Regions from separate parts of the Mus musculus genome. Here all the other regions are linked to region 3. The links are chromatin contacts, called in public Hi-C maps. All regions are on one chromosome and are shown on one strand. The core of a region is the stretch at or near the end of the contact, and the rest is flanking DNA. Distances in the headings are between cores, read along the strand shown.

What was found. Hi-C and Micro-C count contacts between places; a contact is called where the count stands out from the background.
Region 1: a Hi-C map of bone marrow-derived macrophages shows a contact between it and region 3, with 23 read pairs. The contact joins two enhancer-like sites. A contact is called at or near these places in 8 of 39 promoter capture datasets (the 3T3-L1 cell line, 3T3-L1-derived adipocytes, the HPC-7 cell line and 5 more), 3 of 484 Hi-C or Micro-C datasets (the AML12 cell line, Sertoli cells and bone marrow-derived macrophages), 9 of 115 datasets of contacts at active chromatin or transcription factors (bone marrow-derived macrophages, craniofacial prominence, embryonic forebrain and 6 more) and 4 of 9 other capture datasets (adipose tissue, embryonic stem cells, liver and 1 more).
Region 2: a Hi-C map of bone marrow-derived macrophages shows a contact between it and region 3, with 16 read pairs. The contact joins two enhancer-like sites. A contact is called at or near these places in 17 of 39 promoter capture datasets (the 3T3-L1 cell line, 3T3-L1-derived adipocytes, the HPC-7 cell line and 12 more), 1 of 15 datasets of contacts at CTCF or cohesin (the NIH/3T3 cell line), 2 of 484 Hi-C or Micro-C datasets (bone marrow-derived macrophages and nephron progenitors), 16 of 115 datasets of contacts at active chromatin or transcription factors (bone marrow-derived macrophages, craniofacial prominence, embryonic basal ganglia and 11 more) and 3 of 9 other capture datasets (adipose tissue, embryonic stem cells and liver).
Region 4: a contact with region 3 is called in a Hi-C map of bone marrow-derived macrophages, with 15 read pairs. The contact joins two enhancer-like sites. A contact is called at or near these places in 22 of 39 promoter capture datasets (the 3T3-L1 cell line, 3T3-L1-derived adipocytes, the C10 cell line and 14 more), 2 of 15 datasets of contacts at CTCF or cohesin (both in embryonic stem cells), 8 of 484 Hi-C or Micro-C datasets (B cells, LSK cells, bone marrow-derived macrophages and 2 more), 20 of 115 datasets of contacts at active chromatin or transcription factors (CD8 T cells, astrocytes, bone marrow-derived macrophages and 14 more) and 4 of 9 other capture datasets (adipose tissue, embryonic stem cells, liver and 1 more).

The regions. Positions count from the first base shown.
Region 1 is chr13:112,083,290-112,085,989 of GRCm38.p6, forward strand. No RefSeq gene overlaps it. Among named protein-coding and RNA genes, the nearest start is that of Gm41062, 16 kb to the right of the region's middle. Within about 2 kb of position 1,317, at least 23 of the 459 cell types and tissues checked have an H3K27ac peak or open chromatin away from gene starts, as enhancers often do. A contact at or near this core is called in bone marrow-derived macrophages, where this site is marked.
Region 2 is chr13:112,194,881-112,197,732 of GRCm38.p6, forward strand. No RefSeq gene overlaps it. Among named protein-coding and RNA genes, the nearest start is that of Gm33849, 10 kb to the left of the region's middle. Within about 2 kb of position 1,476, at least 44 of the 459 cell types and tissues checked have an H3K27ac peak or open chromatin away from gene starts, as enhancers often do. A contact at or near this core is called in bone marrow-derived macrophages, where this site is marked.
Region 3 is chr13:111,823,045-111,825,898 of GRCm38.p6, forward strand. All of the region lies in intron 1 of Gm41060 (a long non-coding RNA gene), which reads left to right. Among named protein-coding and RNA genes, the nearest start is that of Gm41060, 4.7 kb to the left of the region's middle. Within about 2 kb of position 1,342, at least 3 of the 459 cell types and tissues checked have an H3K27ac peak or open chromatin away from gene starts, as enhancers often do. A contact at or near this core is called in bone marrow-derived macrophages, where this site is marked.
Region 4 is chr13:112,257,451-112,260,150 of GRCm38.p6, forward strand. No RefSeq gene overlaps it. Among named protein-coding and RNA genes, the nearest start is that of Ankrd55, 30 kb to the right of the region's middle. Within about 2 kb of position 1,296, at least 42 of the 459 cell types and tissues checked have an H3K27ac peak or open chromatin away from gene starts, as enhancers often do. A contact at or near this core is called in bone marrow-derived macrophages, where this site is marked.

The sequences.
Region 1 (2,700 bases), core at 67-2,566, 260 kb after region 3:
AAACCACTTTTCCTCCCCAATTGCATCTTTTGTGTGTGTGTGGGGGGGGTGGAGAAAACATGGAAAAATCCTTAGAGAATCAAGATATTCAGCCATTTAGAGAAACAGTTGAGCCAGGTGGTGATGGCATGAGCCTTTAGTTCCGGCAGTCAGGAGGCAGAGACAGGCAGATCTCTTGAGTTGGAAGCCAGCCTGGTCTACAGTGTGAGTTCCAGGGCAACCAGGGCTATATGGAGAAATCCTATCTCAAAACAAACAAACAAAAAAAAAAAACCCAAAAAAACAAAAAAAAACAAACCAAACAGAATAGAAAAGAAACGGGCTGGAGACTGTTTAGGAATACAGAGGGAGACAGAAAACCCAGAATGAAGCAGTGTGCACTTTCCTCAAGTTGGCCCGCGCTGGGCCTCGCCTTGGACTTCTGGTTCTGACTTTGAATTTCTGGACCTTACTGGGTGTTTGAGCCCCCCAGATCTCTCAAACAACCTCATGAACGCAGCGGGTGAAGTCTCTTCGTTAGGATTCTTACCTGAGGGAGCTCCAGCCTGTGTTCCCAGAGCTGCATGGTCCTTTTCAAATTGACAAACGGAGGAGATTTTTACTTTAGTTGCCTGAGATTTGTCTTCACAGTCACATCCCTGTCTGCTTCTCTGCTTCCTGTTGGCGTTGTTGTCCTGTAAGGCTCCTTGTGGGGATGAGGGTGGAAGCTTGAGCATGGCCGTTCACCTGGGCCTCGCACGAGGATGAGGGACGACGATGTTGTGCATACGTATTTGCATGGCACTGGTTCAGTAAAAACAGGTATTTCCTCTGACACTTCAAGACGTAGCTGCACTTTGTGATTCTTACTCTCATTTAGAAGTTCTAAATTCTTTGAAACACAAACCTCACAGTAGCTCTTCTTGTGTTTCTGCCTTCCTGCAATCTCATAGTTCTCTATACAATTTCTTCTATTCTGATATTCAAGAGCATCTACATATTGTACCTTTAATACCTGGCTATCTGAGTCTATGCTACAGTGAACACAAATGCACCCTAGGAAACAGGAAGTGGGAGAAACAGATAGCAAATCAGAGGCTAGTGAATGAAGTCCAAAGAAAGGCTTGAGAGAGCTGTTAAATTGCCTTCTTCTCACGAGTCCTACTGTCTATGGCACTCGGACAAAGATGAGGGGTCCTTAAGCTGGAGGAGTCAGAAGAGGAAATTCATTTTTTTTTTTAAATAAAAAAGGCGGAAAGGAAACACTGGTGTGGCTGGTTGAGAAGCTGAGTGATCTGCCAGCTTGGGCTGGAAGTGGGGGGTAAAGATGAGGTGACAGCAGGATGGGGAACAGGAAACCGAATTAAGGAAAACACGTGGTCTTCCAAAGAGGAAACAGCGGTCTGAAAAGAGATGGTAAAACCAGTCCTTCCAGGCTAATGCCTTTTGTATCCCTCCTCCCTACGGGAAGCTCAGCTGGAGGTCCGAGGAAGCTGAAAGAATACCATGGAAGCCCAGGTTACCTGCCAGGAGGAAGGAGGGCTGTGGGGAGAGCCGAAGGGCGGGGGACAGGGTCACGTTTTTCTTGGCATCGGGATACTTTCAAATGAGTTATTTTTTCAGAAGTTCCCAAGGAGGATCCCTTACCAGTTTCCAGCCTCCATTTGGGATTTGAAACCTCCAGGAAGCAAGGACCCTTCCCATGACCTCGCGTCTTCCTCTCTAAATTTAATTTGGACACTGAGGGAGAACTGGCAAGGCAGGGGCTGGAGCTTTGTGCAGTGCCTGCAAGTAGGGTCTCTCCCCAGTACTGGCAGGAACCAGTCCCGCTCTCAATTAAAGGCTGTTCTGGCAAGTGAGGGATATTGTTTGGGGTTTTGGCAAGTTGTTTAAAGATTTGGCTTGCGTGTTCTTTTCTTCTACGAAATAAGAAGTTTGGGCTGAAACAGTTTGGTTCTTAACTTTGAGGGAAGGTGGTCTGAGACCCTTTTAGGGAATATACTGAAGGCACATAAACTGGCTCCCACGGACAGTTTTCAGGGCTTCTGTTCTCTTTAGCACAGGATTTCCAGTGTCATTTTCCTTCTCAAAGAAAGCTTAAATGTCTTTAACTTTGGAACTCGGACTTTGAGGCATGGCAGGTGAGCAGACGTGTGTCCCTTCTATGCTGAAGGGTAGGTCTATAACAGTCCCAACAGTGCTCCCCCTCAGTCCCTGCAGTTAGAATAGCAGTACCACAGGGTGCACGTTCCCAGACAATCTTGGGTTGTCATGCTTTCTTTAAGCTGCAAGTTACTGATACTAAATCTGAATATTTCTACAGTCTTTGTCTTTTTTTTCCCCCAGAATCTATTTAAGTCTGTGAGATGAAAATTGGAAATGCAACTTCATATTCTCACGCTACCTATCTCCTGAGCCGGGCTCACAAGAAACATCCGCTCTGGAGTCGTTGAATTCAGAATTCAACCGGGTCCTACCGAAAGCCAATGAGCTCCAAAGGCTTGGTCAGGGTTCTCCATAGGGTCCCAGGGACAGATGAGCATGGTAGGATCTGTCTAGCCATCTTACTGGGTGTATACCAACCCAGTCTCATTTACAGAAGAGCAAAGAAATACTAGTGTACTCCTAAATGCTTCCAGTGGCAAAAGTCAGGTCAAAAGGCAGGATGTCTGCACTTGGTGTCTATTTATGGACTGTGAAGTTTAAACAGAGACCTCCATT
Region 2 (2,852 bases), core at 226-2,725, 370 kb after region 3:
CCTGGTGAGAAGGCTGTGGAGAGCTTTAAGGAGCAGTGGGTGTTACAGATGTCGGCAGGAATGTGGTTCTAATCCAGAAGCTCTGGAGAAAGGGAAGAGGAGAAAAGTGAGGAGAAGGACGAGGAGAGAGAAGAAAAGATCAGACTCTGCAGGCATATACCGAGAAAAGGCCATGAGGCATCGAACTGGTGCCAATCCATGAAGAGAAGTGTCAGAAAAAACTGACCTTGGCCTCCGGACTCCAGAACAGTGAAAACCTACTTTCTGTTGTGTTAGTTGACCGTGGTCCCAAACAGTCTCACAGGAAGATCCAGCTTAAGCTGGATCACTTCCAAAGTGTGGTCTTGAATGCCCAAGTAGGGGTGTATGTGTGTGTGTGTATATACAAGCACATGTATGCATGATACACATGTCTGTGAAGCACACATTGAGGGAAGAGATTATATTCTGCTCTAAAGCACACTCCTACATTTATTGCTCATTCATAGACAGTAGGTTTTCAGTAGCTTGATGGCCTTGGTTTAGTCAGTTGTGAAAGGACAGGTTCCGGCCCAAGACAAAGTTCTCAGCGCGAAGAAGCTGTATTTACTGAAAAGGAACAAAGGTCAGAGAATCAGAGACAAAGACAGGAGATAGAGGATGAGAGAGAAGGGGAAAGGACCAAGGGGGTGGGGGAGGGATATTTGTCCCCAAAGGACAAAGGACTTTCTCTGGATAGAGAGGAGACAGATCTGGCCCGTAGGCATATGGCGGCATAGGATGATGTGTTTAATTTTGATTGGACATGTTAATCACAGCAACCAAAAAGAGGCTTTTGAATGCCAGACTTCAGTACTATGCTAGCTGGACATTGGTAGTCAGCCTCAGGAGGAGACAGTGCCCAAATGAGGAAAGTGACTTTGGTGGCTAGCTTTAGGAATGTAATCTAAGAGATTTTAGCAAGGAAAAGGAGATGGGGAGGGGGAAGTGCAAGGCCACGTTTGTGATGCGTGGGTCCGCTAGAGCCCCTTTAGGCTCAAAAGATGAACAGAGCAGATTCTTGAATATAACGTTTCCTGGCCCAGAGTCTGGTGATGCCTGCAGCCTTTATAGGAAGATTCTCCATGATTTTGGGTAACTTGGGCTAAAACGTAAGACATACTATGAATTGCTCTCACATAAAGGGTAACGACAGAATCATTCATTTGGTTGAAACAGACGTGATTAGTGCTTGGAGCAGTTGGAAGGGGAACTCTTTCCTGTTTCTCTTTTATTTTAAAATATATTATACGCTGTTCATTTACTGGGAACTAATCTTCTAGCATATTTAAAGACTCCCTAACCACTGGAGGAGGGTACTACGCTGCCTTCTAACCTCAAGACACTGAACACATTCTTCTAACTCTGTGTATCAGGTTCCCAATCTGTAAAATGGGCCTGGTCATGGTACTCAAGTCTGAGATTGCTGTGGTGGTTAAATCAAACATTACACCCAAAATCCATAAATCAATGTCAGGCAGAGATTAGAAGCTTAATCGTTGACAGGTATGTGGGCACTGTATCAATACTGTTATTTTAGTGGTCATTTTATGGATCTAAACGCTAAATTTAAACTTACTCAAAGACATTGCCTAAAGTCACTCGGCTCACCAGTGTTACATTCAGGATTCAACTCCAGATCCATCCACCTGACACCAAAAGTCTAAGATTAGAATCATCCAACAGGTCCTCCGCTTTTCCAGCCAAAGAGATCCGACCCGCACACTCCTACAAACAGCTGGAAAGCATTCAGCGAGAAGAATTCTTAAGTTACTCTAAGGAGACTTGTTCCTTCCAGGCTGACATCTCTGCCCGACCTGAGCCATCAAACCCTTTCTTTGCCTTTCGCAGAGGCTCCTTTTTCTTCCTCCGTACTGATTCTGGGAAGGAAGAGCCGGCAACGAGATGAAAAGGGCAAATAAACACGTCCTGTGAGGATCCTATGAAAGGGGATTTTTGTTTTCCACTAGATACTGATAAAAAGATCAGACAGTCGTTTTGATGTTCCTCTCCCATAGTTAGGACTAGATTAAAGTGCGTGCATGACTCATGGAAATGACCCAGGCAGGAAAAAGGAGTCGCCTTGCTTTTTTGGATCTCTGGCCACGGTTTTTCCCCCGTGGGACCAAAACCAGCAGGGGTGGGCGGGTCCTGCGCCACCTGCTGTCAGCGGGCTGCGGAAACAAAGCTGGCTTAGGAATTTTCAGAACTTGGGGGAGTCTGGGAGAATGAGATTCGTTGGCCCCTCCTAGGGCTGCCATGTACCCCTTCTAAAAGAATTTTCTGCAATCAGTTTGTAAGCTTCTCGTCTACATTTTATCAGTTTTAACTTCCAAGTCTACCTTCACAGCAGGCTAGTCAATCCAGAAGGATGGACACACGCTTCAAAGATGCCCGCTATGATCCTGCCTCCTAGTTCAAGCCAGCTAGCAGGTTTGGGTTTGTATGTCCAACAGCTAAATCTCTGTTCCTTTATTGTTGTTACTGCTCTGTTGGAATCTGTCTAGTTTGTTTGGTTTTGTTGCTGTTTATTCAAAGACTGAAGGGTGGGGGGATCATCAGATTTCTCAGTCTGTGTTGCCCTGAGCCTCTGCCTGCAGAGACTTCCCCTCAGTCAGGAGTCATTCATTGGATGGCCTGAAAAGCCCAGGCTTGAACTCTGCTTACTCCCAGTGGATCTATTTCTGAATGTCCTTTCCTTGTTCACTCTGTTTTTCCCACTGTGGATTTGACATCTTGGAGGATCAGGTCGATCTGGAGTGCACCAGGCTGCCAGGCCAACTGGAGACCGTGCATAAGCTCAGGGGGCAGCCCCGACTCGGTTTGGACCATTT
Region 3 (2,854 bases), core at 92-2,591:
ACTTTACACTACAGCTCTGGACATTGGCTTTTAATCCCTCCCTTATATGCATGTCACTGAGACAGAAATAATATCATAAAATAGTCACTTAACCAAATGACCTGAAGGACCAACTAGTCCAACCCAAGTCTGGTTTTACTCGAAACAGTGATAAGCCAACTTCACTGTGCTTGAAAATCTGCCCTAAGTATCCATGTCCCACTTTTGTCTTCTGCCAACCACGAGCAGATTACTCAACTGGTCTGTACACTGACTTCCTTGTGTATGAAATATACAGCTGAAAGGTTCTGATAGCACCTGCCTATAGGGTTAATGAGAGGAGTGAATGCTTGAAATACACAGAGATTTAATGAGACATGAAAGACACTACAAGGTCTGAGCCATTACACTCCTCAATGAAGTCGTATCTACAGGCTCTTGCGATATCACTTTAGAAACAAAAGATTGGTATTTCTTTTTACTCTTTGGCTATCAGTATTAAAGTCTGCATTGTCTACAAAGGCATCCATTTGCCCTAGACTATTTACAGAGTATCTGCTATTATCCCCAGATAGATGGGACTAGAGGCTCTTCATCCAGTAGAGTTAAAATAACAATAGGGACTCAGTAGGTCATAGAAATGACAGCCCCATCATTTGTCATTTGCAAAGCAGAGTCTGTGGCAGAGGTTCTCTCCTTCCTGATGCTGCTGTCCCTTTAACACAGATCCTCAGGTTGTGGGGACCCCCAACAAGAAAATTATTTTTCTTGCTACTTCAAAGCTGTGGATTTGCTACTGTTAGGAACTGTAATGTAAATATCTGTGTTTTCTGATGGTTTTAGGTGACTCTGTCAAAGGGTTGTTTGACGACAAAAGGATGGAGACCCACAGGTTGAGAACCACTAATCTATAGGTATCCATTCACTGTATGCGGTGGGTAATAGGATCTCATTTATTTTCTTGAGGAGATTCTATTTACCCTGTGGACTGGATTGAGATTTGAGCCCTCTCGGGATCTCTTCTGCCGATGCAGGCACTGAGTTTTCGTTCTCAGTTGCCTTCCCTTGTCCATAGTTGAAGCCCATGAGTGCTCTGTAGTTGGGGCTTATCGATGAACCTGCCATCAGGAACCCTTGGAACCTGCTCATGTTGGTCCCTAAATCCACTTCTGCTTGCTAACAAACAAGTTTCTTTGGTCAGCTTTCCATTGGCTGTTTAAAACAATACATGTCCTAATTAGCTTTTAAAGAGGAAAGGTTTGCTGTGGGGACACATTGCTTTCGCACTTGGGGAAGTGTGCCTGATGGCAGCCAGAGGTAGGGGAAGAAAGCTGGGCAGAGGAAACTGCAGGCCTCGTGACCAGGAAGCAAAAGAGGAGGGAGGGACCAGGATGTGTGGGCCTTTGAGGATATTCAGCATCCAAGCTCTGACCTACTACCTTCCCGGAGTTGCCTTCTCACAGCCTCACAGTGTTGAGAAGCGATTTAAAACCAGGCTTGCTGCCCACATAAACAGTATACTGCCTATTTTTTTAAATCATTTTTTCTTGTTTACTGTTAACTTATGGGAAAGCCCTTCTTTTTTGTTTGTTTGTTTTGGTTTGGTTCGGTTTTTTTTGTTTTGTTTTGTTTTTTAAGAACCATTTCTTCTTTCTTTCTCTTTCTCTTCCCTTTCCTCTCTCTCTCTCTCTCTCTCTCTCTCTCTCTCTCTCTCTCTCTCTCTCTCTCTCTCTCTCTCTCTTTCTTCCTTTTTTCGAGACAGGGTTTCTCTGTATAGCCCTGGCTGTCCTGGAACTCACTCTGTAGACCAGGCTGGCCTCGAACTCAGAAACCCACCTTCCTCTGCCTCCCGAGTGCTGGGATTAAAGGCGTGCGCCACATATGGGATGGCTTACACGTTTGGAAAAATAACAAGTTTCTCATGCCAGGATGCCTTCCTCGCTACCTGTGAAGACTTGATAGAATTTTAACTAAATGTTGCTAGTCTCAGAGTTCCTTAAATGCCAGTGTGATGGTACTGAGGGACTTGTGTCCTTTGGGACACAAAAAACTGACATAGATACTACCTTAATGCCTGAGGAGGGACAGGTTCTTCTGTTTGTTTGTTTTTTGTTTTTGTATTAAAATTTTACTCTATGGGGGGGACTGAAACTGACTTTACATTTAATCAATTAGAGAAGAAGTTACATATAGAAGTTTACAAGTAAAAATATATATCTATGTATGTATGGGCTCCATAGGCCCCATAACTGTCTAAAACTGTATGTATATGCCTATATCACTATAAATTATGCTTGTCTCATTACGTATACTTTGTATACACACATGGAAAATATTCCAAAGAGGCTGTTACTAAGGAATGCACTCAGTTCAAGCTTGAACAATCAACTGGAATAATCATAGATAGAATAATTATCTTAAAGGTCTCAAGAGTTTAAAACAACAATACTACGAAGAGAAACCTGGCCCAGGAACATATTTGAGGAAGAAGGAACAATCCACAACCATTACAGAGAGCCTTTTGTTCACCAGGTTGACTCAGACAGTTCCAGAAAGGGGCACCTTGCTGATTAAGGCAGTTCCAGCAGGATGCAGCCAGGGCATCTCCAAAAGGAAGAAAAGACACCGCTCATGGAGAACCAAAATGAAGGGCTTTGCTTGTGGAGTCAACTGTAAAAAGGATACCTATAAAATGAAATAGGTTAGAAAGAACACACACACATACACACACACACACACATACACACACACATACATACACACACATACATACACACACACACACAGACACACATAAACATACATACATATACACACATACACACAGACACAGACATACACACAGACACACACACAGACACACACACAGACACAC
Region 4 (2,700 bases), core at 46-2,545, 430 kb after region 3:
CATGCCCCTCTGAGAAGCCAGCCTTAGATTGGTGATTCCAGAAAGCTTTACTCAGCCCTGGATTATCCTCAGAGCAACAACTCCACCTCTTGACTTCTGTTTCTCCAGGCCTTCACTGGTCGTTGATTTCTTCGTTAATTCTTTTCCTAAAGCTAACTTCAAGTCCCATAGATCAGTTTGAAGTACTCAGCTCAGCAGACAGGCATCATCACACACACCTTTAATTCCAGCACTCAGGAGGTAGATGCAGGTAGATTTCTAAATTAGAGGACAGCCTGGTCTCCATAGTGAGTTCCAGGCCAGCCAGGGCTACATAAAGAGAGCCAATGAGTTGCCATCTGTATTTGGCCATCTTCCCAAAACACCCAGAACACCACCAGGTCTATAATGTCTTTCAAATCACTTAATTACAACAATAAAAATGTAGATTAAAATGCTCCCTGTGAATAAAATGCTCTAAACATTACACTCCAGCAGACTCGTTGACCATGTCTCCCAGCAACTTTGAAGGAGCGGCAAGGATGATCATCTATGCCTGTGAAACTGTCTCCCCTAAGCAAAGCTGATTTTATGGGTTTAAATTCTTGCGTTGTACAAACATGAGCAAACATACATTGTTCAATGGTCCCTGATGTGACACAAAGGAGAAAGATAGCCACTCTTTCCTTCTGATGGTGTCCCTCAACTTCACTCCCCCCCCCACACCACACACACACACACACACGCACACGCACACACACACACACACGCACACGCACACACACACACACACGCACACGCACACGCGCACGCGCACGCGCACACGCACACATACACACACTTTGTAGAAACAATAATGCCTCTTTCTAAAGAGGTTTGAGATTTTTCTCAAGGTCTAAGATTAGGATTAGAAAGGGAAGGAGGTCACGTGGCTTTGTGGGCCATTTAGCACCATCGCCTAACCATTAAAAATTCTACAGGAAATTTTGACTTAATGTCTTCTTTGCCCTTGACAGGAAAATCACTTTGGGGGATTCTTGACTATAGTTTCTAGACCGATTTATCCTGGAAGATCCTTTTGATTCTCAGAGATTACCCCTCCTCTTTCACAGATGCCTTCTGGGCTGAGCAGCTAATGTATGTCGTCATCGATGTGCACGCAGATGTTTCGCAACCAGCTTTCAAACACTGCGGTTTATATCTAGAATCTAGAAAGCCGCCCCCCACCTCCTCCCAAAGACCTGTGTACTAAAGACTTAGTCAACTTGGCATTACTGGGAGATGACAAACGTTTTAAGAGGCCTAGTAGGAGGTTGTGTAGTCCTTGGGGCCCTCCTCTCTGCCTCTTCCTTTTCTACCACATTCTGACCACATGGTCAACAGTTGCTTTACCACGGCACCGTGATATGATTCTACCTTGCCTTGTTACACAAGTTCACATGCAATAGGACCAAGTAGTACCTCCAACCCCATGGCCAAAGCAAACCTTTCCTCTTTGTAAATTTGAACGTCTTTGGGTATTTTGTTGTAGTGACAGAAAGCTGGTTAACACAGGAGGAAGGTCCTGGCTTTCCACACTTGCACATTTTTATGGCCCTAACAATCCTAACAATGGATCCTGTCCATCTATCTATCCCCGTGATATCCCTTAGGTAGGCTGCAGAAAGAGATATATAGAGTTGGTTATCACAAGCTTATTCTGACCTGGATGCTTATAAACACTTATGAGCCAATTACACCCACCAATATCACTTAAGCAATGTGTTCAGGGTACCATGGAGATAAGGATTTAGGAAGCTAGGCTGGAGTCCTCCGTTCCAGGTGTTTGCACGCTTAAGCCAAGGAGATGATTTTTCTGTGTCCATGACTGCTCAGTGTCCTTGAGAGCCCTGTATCCACAATCTACAGAGGTACATGGGATAGGACGAGAACAAGTGGACAAAACTCAAAACTCTCAGTGTTTTAAAGTTGAAACCAATCTCCTCGCCAAGGCCCATGAGATCAGACACTTCTTTCTTCCCAGGCATCGGCTCTACCTGGTCAGAAATGTAAACTCCAAGAGAATTTAAACTGGCTTTCTGACTGTAGAGGGTTTGCAAGTTTGAGAAATTAAAGACAGAGCTAGCTATAGGCAAAGCCTGGATGCTCTCTGAGATGAAGCACCTCTGACCCCAACTGGCTGCTGCAGTGCACTGCATCTCTAGATGGCCAAGTCTCAGTGTGTAACCTGAAGGGCTGGATCTAGCCTGTGCACACCTTGACTTGGTTTTGTTATTGTTGATGATGATGTTATTGCTGCTGTTACTGTTGTTGCTGTTGTTGTTGTTGCTGTTGTTGCTGCTGCTGCTGTTATTGTTGCTGCTATTGTTGTACTTCTCAGGGTGGCAAACAATTCTGCTGCACTATACAGAAATGATCCAAGAGAAAGTGTGCTTGGTTTTCCATTTCTCACTCTCTGGTCCTTTTGCTGCCAAAACCCTAGATCCTCCTTCTCTGTTTAAGTCCTTCCTGAAGATTTCAGTGCTGGACATGAAATTTTGCCCACCAAGTTATTGGTCAGAGGGGCCCTGGAGGGATCCAGAACTATGTAGGCTGTTGTTTGATCTTGGTTGCCAACATAACTAAGTGGGGTTCAGGGGGAAGTTCTTTTGCTGAATACACCATACACTTTAGTTGAAAGACATCAAGAATTCAATCTCAAACTTATCAGGAAGTTCTCTT